Regions from separate parts of the Mus musculus genome. Here all the other regions are linked to region 3. Evidence: chromatin contacts called from public Hi-C and HiChIP or PLAC-seq data. All regions are on one chromosome and are shown on one strand. Each heading gives the region's core, a stretch centred on a gene start, on an enhancer-like site or on the middle of the called end of the contact. The rest is flanking DNA. Distances are from core to core; before and after follow the strand shown. Region 1 has its middle 170 kb from the start of Gm23860. Region 2 has its middle 180 kb from the start of Gm23860. Region 3 overlaps Tox (thymocyte selection-associated high mobility group box).

Region 1 (4,830 bases), core at 648-3,147, 1.1 Mb after region 3:
TTACAACTTTTATACTTATGAACAGTACCATTCAAGCCAAAACTCTGACTCCAAATTGGCCCAACCAAATCCCACCCTTTGTAAGTGAAGGAGCCGTGCATGGCAGTCTGCTTTCACGGTCTACACTTCATAAAACAATCAACTGAATGATGAACTGTTCACAATCTTTTGACGTTGCAGACCCCTTTAGCTCCTTGGGTACTTTCTCTAGCTCCTCCATTGGGGGCCCTGTGATCCATCCAATAGCTGACTGTGAGCATTCACTTCTGTGTTTGCCAGGCTCCGGCATAGCCTTACAAGAGATAGCTATATCAGGGTCCTTTCAGCAAAATCTTGCTGGTGTATGCAATGGTGTCAGCGTTTAGAGGCTGATTATGGGATGGATTCCCGGATATGGCAGTCTCTAGATAGTCTATCCTTTTGTCTCAGCTCCAATCTTTGTCTCTGTAACTCCTTCCATGGGTGTTTTGTTCCCAATTCTAAGAAGGGGCAAAGTGGCACATTTCTTACTCTCTCATTTTACAGAGGAAGTTCCATTCTCAGTCAAAATGAACACACTCACAACTAGTCACTCAGCTTTGCATTTTGTTCTTGTGGGAAACAGAGTTATAAATCCCATCTTAACGAGCATAAATCTGTGGTTGGATTAATGATGATAGCATCACAATATATAGAAAATGAGAATCCATAAAGTGAGAGGCCAGTGACTGAGAGGGCATATCATGGTTGCCCTGTTACTAAGTGAAAGCGAGCATTTTGGAGAGTAAAGAGTCAGCTCCCACTCCCTCCCCCTCCACCCCCACTCAGTCATCACACCAGCCCTCATTCCCTCTTGGCACTGTTAGCTTCTCATAATGCAAAACATTTCTTCATTTTCAGCAGATAATACTTTCAGTGAAAAGGTAATTTTTTTGAAGTCTATTACTGGCATTCTTAGTGAACAGCACAATGTAGCATTTTGTTCTAATATGCTATTGAAATTGTTTGAGTAGGTACAGCATGGAATCAAATACAGAATGTCAAAATGGTTTCCATTAACTATGCACATTCGCGCCGCTTCCCCTAATGGCCACGTTTTTGTTCTTCTTTCTTCATCTTTGCGTCTATAAGATGAAGTGATTGAGTTGATGTAACTGAAAAGTGCGTGGGGAAGGGAAAGAGGAAATGACAAAAGCATCACGCCGCAATTCCACCCACATGCTTTACTCTGTAATGAAGTTTAATAACGACACAAAGTGACTGCAGTTAAACATCAGTCATCTCGGCAATTGTACTTAATGTGAGTATCTCATACCCAGTAATGTTTTATAGAAACATGGCAGGGACTGTGGTCTACATTGAGCTGAAATGTCATAATGAAATCTTAACTAGATACTATTATTATAATACATATTACGCTAAGAGAAATTTATTTCAACTTGAGAAGATCAAATAAGTGCCATGTTTCTTTCAACAATGTAAGTTCAGAGAAAAATCACTTTGCTTAGAAGAAAGTTTTCCTCCTATGATATACATACCCATTACTTCCAGTAAGTGTGCTGATGTGCCTTTGTAGTCAAGATACAATGAAAAGAAAATGGTTGATTTTTCCTTGATGGAAAATTATTTCTGGAAATAAATTGAATTTTTGGTCCTTATTTAGTAGAGTTCCTTAGCTCCATAATCTGTTTTGAAGAAGAAAGGACATTCCTGCAGGGTAAAGTCTAGCTTCAGCCCTTCACCCGACCTGTGAGCACAGTGTCCAGCTCTGACAGAGCACTGGGAAGCCTGGCTCAGGTAGCCAAGTTTGCTGAGTCATTCTGTAGCAACTGGCTTTAATTCTGTTCCTGATGGTTTGGGCCTGCTGATGACTGCAAAACCAAACATTCTCAGCCCTGAACACTTTCATCTTCTACTGCTCCTCAGTTTCCTCCCCTACCCCGCAGCAGTCACTGCCCACATCAAAAAGGCTTAGCCAGCCTCATGAACCTGTTGTAATTTCAAAATCACATCATAAAAGAAAGATAGTGGAACATTTATTTTCACTTCTGATTTTCCTATCTTCCTAAATGTAGTAGAATGAAAGAAAGATTGAGACAACGCTGCTGCCCATAGCCCAGCATTTCCCTAGTACCCACAGCTCCTTAAAGAGTGATACAGAGCTGGTAAGAGCAACAGACAGAAGTAAGACACTCCTTTTGCTGTGTGTATATTTGGCTAACTTTCCTCCCCAACTAACTCTCAATATTTTCCTTGCTAATGCTGGTTCCTGGGGTATTTTATATTTATATTTCAACATTTTTCACAAATGTTACTAAGCATATCTGAGTTCATGAAACATCTAGGACATTTAGTCTTGCCACCAGATGGCAGTGGAATACTATTCAGATTTTACAAGGAAACCAATGGGCCCAGGAAACTTTGGATAAGTACTACCCACTATGCTATGCCCAGAAATGGCATGTCTTTTCTATGAATATTCAAGAACAATATATTTGTCAAAGGATCTATTGCTATAGCGAAAGATGTGTTTAGCTACTGTTAGTACTGTTACACTACAGCTACATATCAAAGCATAGGAATTGTTTGAATTCATGTTTTATTGTCAATCACAGTTCCCTGAACTGATTTCTCACAGCTGGGATCTTCAGATATGATCTGTTACACAGAATAAAATTGATACTGTCCCTGTAGCTGCTTTTAGATAGGACTATGCCAAGAGGGTAGGGCTTCCAAGATGATCTCCCAAGTGCCCATGTGGCTCCCATACAAATTACAATGTTGCTTGGTAACCAGCTGATTGTTTAAGTGTGCATAGGGCTTCTGTTTTCCTCACTTGTGTGGATGTTTCATTAACCTAGCCACATCATGTGTGAGGGCAGAATGGAACATTCCAACAGATTTAGAAAAGGATCCACAGAGCCACAAACACAACATCAGAAATTCTCCAGATATAATATACATAATAAATCTGTATCAAATTACAAACAAGTCAAATGGTTCTGACAAAGTTCATAAAATTCAAAAAAAAAAAAAAAAAAGAGCATTTAGCTTCTCACCAGATACTTTAATCTGTGCGCAGTAGGACACAGATCCCAGGTTAATCTGTGCGTAGTAGGACACAAATCCCAGGTTCTGGCCTTATGACTTCAAGACTTAAAATTCAATTTATTAAGAATACTCATGATCAAACCATCTCAAGGGATAATTGAACTAACAGAAGAAAAAGTCGAGGTTATGGTTGTAACTCAGTGGTAGGATTCTTCCCTACAAGGTCTTAGGTTCGCTTCTCAGGACTGCAAAATGAAAAAAAGAGAGATGCCAGATGAGAGATCAGCAGTTTACAAAGACAGACCTACCTAGCGTATGAGTGAAAGCTACTTACCAAGTCAATCTTGTAAACAAATCCTCCTCCCACAAAAAAGTTATGAAGTCAGAGATCCTTTTGTGAGCACAATTCTGGAAGAATGGAAGCTGGGTACTCTCAAGGGATATTTCCATTAAGCCTAATGAAGTCCCCTTTGCTCATCTATAAGCATGTCTATCTTAAGAACTGCCTCAGTTCTTGCAATTCAGAATCATTGCCTCTCTATGAGTCCAGAGAAATGCCAGTACGATATGGATTTCACCAGAAAAGATTACAAACAAAGAACAAAAGCCAAAACTTTTCTCCACTTGCAACAAGTAGAAAATTACCAGCCGGGCAGTGTGGCACACACCTTTAATCCCAGCACTTGAGAAGCAGAGGCAGGCAGATTTATGATTTCAAGGCCAGCCAGCCTGGTCTACAGAGTGAGATCCAGGACAGCCAGGGCTACACAGAGAAACCCTGTCTTATAAAAAGAAGAAAGAAAGAAAAAAAAATTACCACTATGGCAACGAATCAGTAATTTTTTCCTAGGATGATATTTATACTTAACATACTTGATTCTGAAAGCTCTGTTGACACACAATGTTGATTCAGTAATGAGGGTACTTGCATTTTTGATCTGATAATCCTCATGGCTCACAGACTGCTGTAGCTGAATTATGCTTTTGTAGTTCAGTTAACATTTGCCAGTGAATGAACCTAAGACTGGAATTCATCAACAATCCCAAATCCATTTCACAGCATTAAACCTAAACATGGCCTTCCATCTTCTGAGGCATTTTATTAGATCACTTACACACAAAATTGATCAACTATGCAAATGTAACTGATATATACTGCCATTAATTCTGGTCTGTTGGAGAACTAGAGACAAAATGGAGAAAGACATTGCTGACACTCACCAATAAGAATCTGTAGTTTTGATTGGATGCTTAATAGGACAAATGTAGGACCTGAGAGGTTAATTATACATATGAATTGTGTAATTATAAAAGCCTGTAGCTCATCCTTTCAAAATTCAACTTATATAGGTAGAATGAAACTTTCTAAAATGATGTTTTTCCTCATGTACATGGCCTGAATTCAGTGTTCTGTTAAATGAGAACACTGAAATATTCTCATGTTTAGTTGGGGTGGGAATTAGTGTTTGTCATATTAAACCAGATTTATTTCTTTAGTACTAGATATCTCATGTGTCAATATTGAAATGTCATTTCTCTAAAACATTGCGAGGCCGTTTACACACTAATTGATTGTCAAAAATGACTATATTTCGAATCACATAGTTCATTTTAGGAACACAATTCTAAATTTATGTTTCACAAGAAAGCATGTGTCGTTTGAATAGTCCACTATCACGCAAAACTCCACATCCTGACTTTGAGTCAGTCACTAAGCCTGCAAAAGGCTAGAAAGCCATCAGAACAAACTGGGATACCAGAGAACTGGAAGTGACTGAAAAGACTTGCGCTTCAGTCAAC
Region 2 (4,400 bases), core at 527-3,026, 1.1 Mb after region 3:
GCCTCAAGACTGAAGAATCTATCCTGAAGATGAAGTAGAAAGATTGTAAGAGCCAGAGATAATGGAGAACTGTCTTCCAGACAAGCAAGACTGATGCACGTATGAACTCATAGAGACTGTGGTATTATGCATATGTCTGCACAGATATAAGGCAGATGAGGTCCCAGCACTTAGTAGAACTAGTGGACATGGGGTCCCACCCTTAGTCAAGAAGCTATCCACAATTGATACCTGCTGACAAAGGGAAAATCAGTCTTGTCCAGTGACGTGACACTGGGTGTATCACCCATACTGCAGTGAAGTGACACTGGGTATATCACCCACACTGCAAGGCAGGACCCATGCCCAGGCATACTGGACCACCACAGAAGGAGCGCAATGCTATTTTTGTTTCATGTTGCTTTATTTTGACATGTCTTGTCTCATTGGCCTTTTGCTGGGTTAATTTTTTTTTTTTTATTTTTGTGTTGTTTGGAGGGCAAGGATTGGGTTTCTTGTTCTGTTGTTGTTATTTGTTTATTTTTGAAAGAGAGAAAAGCATAACGTTGAAGTGAATAGGAGAAACTGGGAGAAGGGAAAACATGATCAAATATATTGAATTTTTTTCAAAAACAAAGGAAGAAGCACTCTTCAAGGGGAGTGGTGTTTTGCCACTGGCATTATTTGGACTAGCCGGTTCAGGGTGGTTAATCTCTGGGGCAAAACCTGATGTTTCCTTTGACAATCTACAACTCCTCGCAGCTGTCCCCAGTGCTCACTTTTTTCACAATTTTACAAATATGCCTGTGTTGCTCAGCCTCAAAGATTAAAATGTAATGAGGCTAAAACATTATAATGTAAAAATGAAATAAAATGTTAGTGTTCTTTAGGAAAGAATCTTTCATGACACTAGCCATATTGTTGATGCAGTAGAGAATTACCACCCCCCCCCTTTTTTTTTGGAGAAAACTGTTTCTACATTTAGAAAGCATACAGCTAACTCTTGATGTCTGGTTATTTCTGTTTTTAAGCTGGAATATTTAGACTACTTTATTTCACATATTCATTGACATATTTGGATGTAAGTCTGTGCATTTCCTACGTGATCCATTCTTCATTCCTCTCCACCAAGGAATTCTGCATTAACTGAGTAATTCTTTCATCACATCCCATCCTTGATATCTCTGACTCAACATATGTATTTACTAATGTGACTGCTGGACAGTTTGTAGCATGAATATCTACAATAACTTAGCACAAGTTGCTTTCAAGTGAGAACCTCTTCATGCATAGCACATGTTTCTCCCTCTGTACCATTCTTTGTCCCATTGCTACTAATCTTACAGTGTACAGTATTGCTTTTGATCGAAATTGACAAGAATATTTTAAGGACATAAAAAATATCAGAGGAAATGGCATTTTATATTTTTCTCTTCATATTCACCATATCTGGCATTATTTCATTATAAAACTGTTTCTACTTGTATCGTTTCCCTCAAGCCAGGAGAACTTTCTTTCACACTGCTTATAGTGCAAGATTATTGGCAATGAATTCTCTCAGCTGTAGTTTTATTGAAATAAAAATGGGTTTTCTAAGGAACATTTTAAGGGAATACAGAATATCAATTTGACAGTCCCCTCCTCTGACATTTTGAAGCTGTGTACTGTTGTCATCCGGATTGCAAATTTTTCATAAGAACTCTGAAATTATTTTCATCTGTGCTCCTATGGACAGTGATCCCTGATAGGGGGCAATTTTCTCCCCAAGGGAAATAGACAGCATCTGCAGACACTTTGATTGCCACTGAGGGGTGTTGTTACTGCCATCTAGTGGGCAAAGGTGAAGGATGTTGCTAAACATTCTCAATACAAGAATGCTCCCTCAATCAAGGAATTATCTGCACATTTCCTACAGTGCTGAAGCTGAGGACCCTTGCAGTGTGGAAAGTGTGTCCATTTTAATAAGAATCATTTCCATATTTTTGTATTTCTCACTGACTTTAAAAACATTTGATTGTGATTAATTTTTCTTCATATATTTAAGCCTTACCCTTTTCATTAAGATGAGAAATACTTTGGTCATTATCTGCAAGGATTTCTTCTACCCATCATCCCTTCTCTCTCCTTCTGAAACTCTATTACATATATTGTAGCCACTCGGTCTTAGCTCACACATGCTTAAGAAGGCCACTCAGCCATTCCCTCCACCCTCTTCTCCTTCCTTCTGCATTAGATTTCTAGTGTCAAGCTCATTTTAACTGCTTGCTTTATTTTTTCATAATATACAGTAAATTCAATATTTAGTATCTGAAATTTTCATTTGCCTCTATTTTCTATCATCTGTGTCTTTTCTCGTGTTCATCTTTTAACATATATACACTTAAACATTGTCATAAACACTGTTTTAAAATTCCTCTTTGAGAATAGAAAGATAAAGAATCGTTCCTCACTGGGCACAGTTACAGATAGACAGGAATCCAGCATGCTGTCCTACTAAGATAACTATAGATTACATATTGCACATTTAAAGCTCTAGAAGAAAATATTCTGAAAGTTTTCACCATAAAGAAAGGATAAATGTTGAAAAGATAAATACTTTAACACAAAATAATATATTAATATGTACAAGTTTTGACTTTGTGGATCAGTTGAAAATAAATACAAAAATAAAAACAATAGGGAAAACTAATAGAAGTCAACATATGTATATATCCTAAAGATTCTTATTTGTGGGAGTACTGTCATTTTACTTTGCTGGTGTGTGTGTGTGTGTGTGTGTGTGTGTGTGTGCGTGTGTGTGTGTGTTTTAAATCACCCCATTTTCCCATAGTGCTGAGGAGTGAACCCAGGGTTTTAAACATTAAACAAGCACTCTAACACACTCCCAGTCTTTTCTTCCTGCATTTTGTTGGTATATATTAATTACACAAATCATGGGTTTAATAAAATTCTCCATATAGCATGTACTAATTAGCCCATGTTACCATCTCCTGTTTCCCTCTACCTGCCCCCATTCATTCTTTCCCACATTCCAGTCTCTCTTCTACTTTCACGTTTTTTACATTGAAATTAGAACACCTCATCTGAGAGAAAAAGTGAGATTTGTTTTTCTGAGTCTGGCTAAATGGATTTAACTCAATAATCTCCAGTTTAGGCCATTTTCTTGAAAATGACATAGTTTAACTTTCTTTTATTACTGAAAAAAAGTCGCATAATATACATGACCTCGTTTTCTCTACTCATTCATCTCTTGGTGGATGTGTAGTCTGAGTAAACAATCATTATTAATAGTGTTGCAGTAAAAAGGAGTAGGAAGACATTTCCATCGCATGGTGACTTGTGGGTTGCCCTGGTGCTGTTTGTATTCTGATGTGAATTCTGCTTCCTCAAGAGGAATCACATACTCAGGTGATTTCATGTGAACTTTCTTCCCATTCTAACTGGTTGAATAAAGGCTAGAGCCTGTTATTGGGCAGTGGAAGGGAAAGGTGGGGCTGGAGGTCTTAGAGAATGGAGGAAGAGAAAGGGAAGGACAGAGGAAGAAGAGATGGAAGGAAGATGGAGCAGAACTGCATGGCCTGGAGAAGCCACAAGTAGCAAGGGATCTCATAGCTGGGGAATATAGTAGTGTAGTGGTAGACCTGCCCAATCTAGGCATTCAAATCATAAATATAATAACTGTACTGTGTATTTTTTACATGGGCTTATTGGGGTTGGAGATTTACTGCACCACTGCAGACTCTAAGAGGCCACAGATGCCAGTTCAGATTACTATACCAAGAAAAACTTATCACCATAGATGGAGAAAAAAAATATTCCATGATAAATCTAAATTTAAACAATATTTATCTACAAATCCAGGCCCGTAGAAGGTGCTAGAACATAACAATTCCAACAATGTCAGCTATGATGACAACAACAACAAAAAAAACCTTCTAATCTTACGAGGTTAACTACATCCATAAAAACACAGAGAGTAGTCTCAGAAAAGCAAAATCAAAGAAGACAAATGCATGTATGTGAGTGGGCATGTGTGCATGTACACATGCACAAACATACAACACACACATGCACACACACTCACACACCACCACTACCACCACCACCACCACCACCAATGTCAACAAAATTACAGGAATCAATCACTGGCCATTGACATCAACAGATTCAATTCCCCAATAAAAACACAGTGACTTACAGAATGGATGCAAAAACAAAATCCACATTTCTGCTGCTTTCCAAGAACATACTTCACGGTTTAACATTATCTCAGGCTAAATAGCTGGAAAAAAAGATATTCTAAGAAATATGATCTAAATAAAACTGTTGTGGCCATTTAAATATCTAAATAGAATTCAAATGAAAACTAATCAGAAGAGATAGGAAAGGATATGCCATACTCATCAAAGGAAAAATCCAAC
Region 3 (4,614 bases), core at 1,409-3,908:
CAATTCAGCATGGGACACTGCTAATATCATGAGCCCCTACTGCTAGGTGCAGACATGCAGAAGTGGATGCCAAATTAAATTACAGGAATCTCTCAAACATATAGCTGAATAATAAGCAGCTACAAAACTAGGTCAGGGTTGAAAAGCTGGCTCCGAATGCCCCTCCCCCAACATGCAAAATAAATACCCCACTATCTCTGAATAGAAATCATTCTTTTGTTATGCCCTTTGTCAAGAATACATTATTGCAAAATGATATTTATTTCCACAATCTTCACAGCTGTGAGCACAACTAAATTAATCTTTCTAGAACTGATTTCATTTGCAATTTCATGATTACAATTATAAAATGTAAATTTATTACTTAAAAAAGAAATGATTATAAAAGACATAGATTTAAAAAAAGACAGTTCCTTATCTGTTGGCTTGTTTCACTTAATACTAATGAAATAAATAGCTGACTAACCCTGGGATAAAAACAAACAGTCTGAAGATGGTTGTAAAATATGGGAAATGAAAGCTAGGAAGACAATTTTAAAAAAGCAGCCCTTTTAATGCAGAGCATACAGGAATCATATGGCTTAAGGAAAGACCAGAACACTGCCTGTTGTTGCAGTGAGGTTGATACTCATGGTCAGCCTTCTGAAGTGTTTCTGTTGCTCCATGGCATTAAATACAAAACATACTTGGGTGCTACTGATCTTTCCCCACCTGCAGCTTTCAGTTTTATTCTCTTAAATGTTAAATGCTAGAAAGCCATTTTCAGACTGTTTAATATTGATGACCCAAATAATAGATTCATTTATAGAAATCCATATTTACAAGATTTCTTTTCTTTTTAGCAGAAATTAGTCAATAGATTGGTATTTTCTTCTTTAAATATATTGTTTCTTATAATTAATATCCACATGTCTACTGTGTGCAGTGAATTATTCTGGGTGCTAAGACATACAACAATGTAAAAGTAAGCATTATCCAATTATGCTAGTTAAAGCACTAATGACAGGATTGGATTTTTGTTTTATTTGGTTTTCAATAACCAGGAGAAAATAAACCATCTACCTTACAAAATGTCTTTATTTGCGTAACTTCTCTCCCAAACAAAAATAATCTATTTCTTAAAAATATCAATTTAATTTTCCCCATTTAAAAACATGACTTGTGAGTCCAGGCAAATACAATTAGCACATGCATTTTATTAAATATATTCAAGTGTCAAATGCCTATTTATGGAAAGACCACTAATGATAACTTAGGCTCAACTAAAAATGAATGTCAATAAATGGTTCTATAAGCACTTACGCTCATAATAGATGCAATAGCATCTCTGAATAAATATTAACATGTAAAACTGCTATTTATCATGTCAACGCAATCAATAGAGACCATATTTCTGGACTAGGAATGCATCAGTAATCTTTCTGCATTTGCCCGAAATCACAAAGCAAAAATGCAAGCACTGTCACAAGACATTTATTGTATTCAATTGGATCCAAACTGGTTGCTGTGGAAAAGGCAATTTAAGCTCGTGCAACAAAATAGTCTATGTATATATGAATAAATTATTTTTACTATGATTCCTTTCTATTTTCTTTACCTGCCTAAGATGCAGATTTTCAATAAGAGACTCCTACAGCTTAGTAGAGTGTGAGTCTGGTAGACTTCTGAGTCACTCTCCCACTCAAATCATTAGCTGCCCCCTCGATTATCATGAAGGATAATACACTGTTGAGGGTGTCTATATTGCTTCTTTACTGTTCACAGCTACAATCACCTCCATGAGAAAGGCAGACTTCTTTCCTTTAAGAGTCCATTTTTCTTTTTACCTCTGGGAGGCGTGATACCTCCATCAGGCTGCTGGGGACCAGCACCTTTCCACTACAGTCACTGCTTTCTGCAGTAGTTGCAATGAACATCTGCTGCTATCACACTGAGGCGGTTAGAGACTCATACTACTGTGTTTGGAAATAAATGAATTTGGAAAGGCCATGTCCATGCACACTGTACTTTGATCTCACTCCTCCTTCACTTCCCCTTCTTCTCTCTCCTTCTCCATCTCTCTTTGTCTCTCTATCTCTCTCTGTCTTAATATCTCTCTCTCCCTCCCTTCTCCCTCCCTCTCTCTCTTCAGCTTGCATACTACCCTAAGAAATTTGCCTTTCTTTGTCTTTCTCCAGTGTCTCTCAAAACACCAACACACTGTCCCTGGCACCATATCATCCCCTAGAGGGAGACAGGCATAACAAGTGAGCTTTGCTGCTTAATTGTAAAGCTTTGAGGTCACTTTAAAACTAGTATTTAATGACTTGCTCTCCTTTGCTAAGGGTGCCCTTGAGATAATTTTCATAGAGGCATGCTGTTATTAAACACCTGTTAGATGCTAGATTTCTCAGAAGAATGAGACACACTCTTTATAACTTAAGTAAACGAAATAAACAAGAACAATGGTATTAAATGCCTGATGGACATTATAATAGGACATGCTTCTTACACTGGTTTTAAACTGTAATTTACCAGGTCATATTATTCTGAATATTATATTACAAATTCGGAGCAGGTGTTTAAAGCTATTTTCCTACTTGATTAGATGTTAACTCATTCTCTCTGCATAACTGAAGCTTTGCTTCAGATCTTCTGATAACAGAAACGGAAGCTGGGAAACCACAGCTCAATAATAAGGTGAATGGAAAAAGAGTTGGTTTCCGTCTCTCGCAACTGCTTTCCTTCATGTGTTCCACTCAAAAAGAAAAAGAGAGAGTGTGCGTTCTCGATTGTACCAACAACCATGGCATAAAGGCTAAGCACACCTGACTGCTTTGCACTCCCTAGTGGCATAAAAGCTTCAGTTTCGAAAGGTTTTCAAGTAATCTAAATTTTTAAAAATTTTCTCTAAGACCATAAGTTGCAAGTCAAGACTGTGTGAACTCATAACGCCACGTAGTCCGTTGAAATTGTTCTAACAACTAACATGGTGATGTTCCAAGGAAAACTGCAGTTGTCAGATGTCCTTGAATGGCAGCCTCACATGCTCCTCAGAGAAGCTGAGTCAGTTTCATGGACAAGGGTCTAAGTGAAGAGAAAACATCTGAAGCACCTGCATAGGAAGGCAGGGCAGGCGTTGGAAGGATCTCCCTTTCTGCCCTTACCCTTGACCTTAACCCTTGGGTTCGGTGACGCAGAAGAGCCCTCACATTTCACTCTAGGATAAAGAATATTCTAGAATAACAACTTTCAAGGTGGGCTGCGCTGTGGATAAAACATCCTTGGACAGACTCAAGATGCTGGGCCTGTGAGGTCATGCTGAGGTAAATGGCATGAGCATTTTTGCTGAAAGATTTTCCAGGCTTCCTGAGTGACACCGAAAGGTCCAGATGCACACAAACCACTTGCTGGCCTCCCCTCCATGCTGCCCTGGACTGTAGGGAGAGCTAACTCTGACTATGGGCAGACACTGAGTTTTCACACTGTGGACACAAAAGAATCTGCTTTGGAAATTTTTAAAATAATGTGCTCATAATTAATATCATTCTCGTTAAATGGGGCATTGAATTACAGGGTAGTCAATAATCCTACTGTAACCACTCAGGACCAAAAACAAATGTAATTTTATTCCTTTTTACACCACTGAGCATTTTTTAAAGAAACAGATCATCCTGTGTAGTTTGTGCAGGATTGATTCAACTAGATATTGTAACCTATCAACGACTCCTGAGACTTCTGTTTATAATTTTTACTTAGGTAAATCCTGATTAATTTTCTCAGCAGGATGCATTCTTTGCCTACATGAATAGTAAGCTCTCATTCACTTCTCTCAGTGATATGAATTTGGACCATAAGCTTTTTCACATCGAAAGGTCTATAAAATATCGCTGCTGTATTATTTTCAGAGTTCTGCATTTCCAACCTGCCTGGTCAAGAGATTTGTTAGTCTTCAGCACTGAATCTGAATTATTAGCAAATAAGGAAGCCGAAAAACAACAAAAGGGCCCACAACCCTGATCTTATCAAAATAATTATGAACCTTAATGTTCCACTAGGCACCAGGAGAAAGACAATGTGGTACAAAGGCGCACAGTAATGGAAATAGACAGAAGTAGGCCAGCGCTCTGCTTTTAACAGTAGATACTTACTGCTGCGGAAACTACAAGACAATGAAAGACTGCCCAGCCAAAAATGAGATTTTACTTTGTGTCTCAACTGTAACGTGCTTATAGCATAACGGAAAGAAATGCTCATTTCCTAGGTGTCTTTTCCCACAGGCACATCGTCACTTGGAGCAGGCAAACAGTAACCACACATGGAGGTGTGGCTTCAGCCAGTGCAGTAGGAATGCGCTTCCTGTGTGTGCTTTCCTCTTGTAGTCATTGCACAGCATCACCTTACTTAACGGCTGGTTATTTAATATGTCTATGGTTTGGCTATTGAACATTTGGGAGATTGATTTGCTATATAAAAGCATTTCTTCTCATAAAACTTGGCTGTAGCTCTATGATTCTTCTTTCTTTAAATTCGAGTGATAAGTTGATAAATAGAAAATAACTGATGAGTGCATAGTAGGTGCTGTTTGTGGAAAATAAGCAAAAGAGTGCATGAATATTTATTTCATCATGAGCC

The links. HiChIP or PLAC-seq counts read pairs in DNA pulled down with a chosen protein or histone mark. Hi-C and Micro-C count contacts between places; a contact is called where the count stands out from the background.
Region 1: a Hi-C map of the Ba/F3 cell line shows a contact between it and region 3, with 4 times the contacts expected there. The contact joins two enhancer-like sites. A contact is called at or near these places in 1 of 15 datasets of contacts at CTCF or cohesin (pro-B cells), 3 of 484 Hi-C or Micro-C datasets (the Ba/F3 cell line, the HPC-7 cell line and group 2 innate lymphoid cells), 2 of 115 datasets of contacts at active chromatin or transcription factors (T-cell acute lymphoblastic leukemia and double positive thymocytes) and 1 of 9 other capture datasets (embryonic tail).
Region 2: a contact with region 3 is called in a RAD21 HiChIP or PLAC-seq map of pro-B cells, with 73 times the contacts expected there. The contact joins two enhancer-like sites. A contact is called at or near these places in 2 of 15 datasets of contacts at CTCF or cohesin (large pre-B cells and pro-B cells), 3 of 484 Hi-C or Micro-C datasets (double positive thymocytes, large pre-B cells and liver), 4 of 115 datasets of contacts at active chromatin or transcription factors (the 230-238 cell line, DN3 thymocytes, T-cell acute lymphoblastic leukemia and 1 more) and 2 of 9 other capture datasets (embryonic tail and embryonic trunk).

Annotation. Positions count from the first base shown.
Region 1 is chr4:7,985,629-7,990,458 of GRCm38.p6, forward strand. No RefSeq gene overlaps it. Among named protein-coding and RNA genes, the nearest start is that of Gm23860, 170 kb to the left of the region's middle. Within about 2 kb of position 1,898, at least 27 of the 459 cell types and tissues checked have an H3K27ac peak or open chromatin away from gene starts, as enhancers often do. A contact at or near this core is called in the Ba/F3 cell line and T-cell acute lymphoblastic leukemia, where this site is marked.
Region 2 is chr4:8,003,560-8,007,959 of GRCm38.p6, forward strand. No RefSeq gene overlaps it. Among named protein-coding and RNA genes, the nearest start is that of Gm23860, 180 kb to the left of the region's middle. Within about 2 kb of position 1,777, at least 2 of the 459 cell types and tissues checked have an H3K27ac peak or open chromatin away from gene starts, as enhancers often do. A contact at or near this core is called in pro-B cells, where this site is marked.
Region 3 is chr4:6,899,618-6,904,231 of GRCm38.p6, forward strand. All of the region lies in intron 1 of Tox (thymocyte selection-associated high mobility group box), which reads right to left. Among named protein-coding and RNA genes, the nearest start is that of Tox, 89 kb to the right of the region's middle. Within about 2 kb of position 2,659, at least 45 of the 459 cell types and tissues checked have an H3K27ac peak or open chromatin away from gene starts, as enhancers often do. A contact at or near this core is called in the Ba/F3 cell line, T-cell acute lymphoblastic leukemia and pro-B cells, where this site is marked.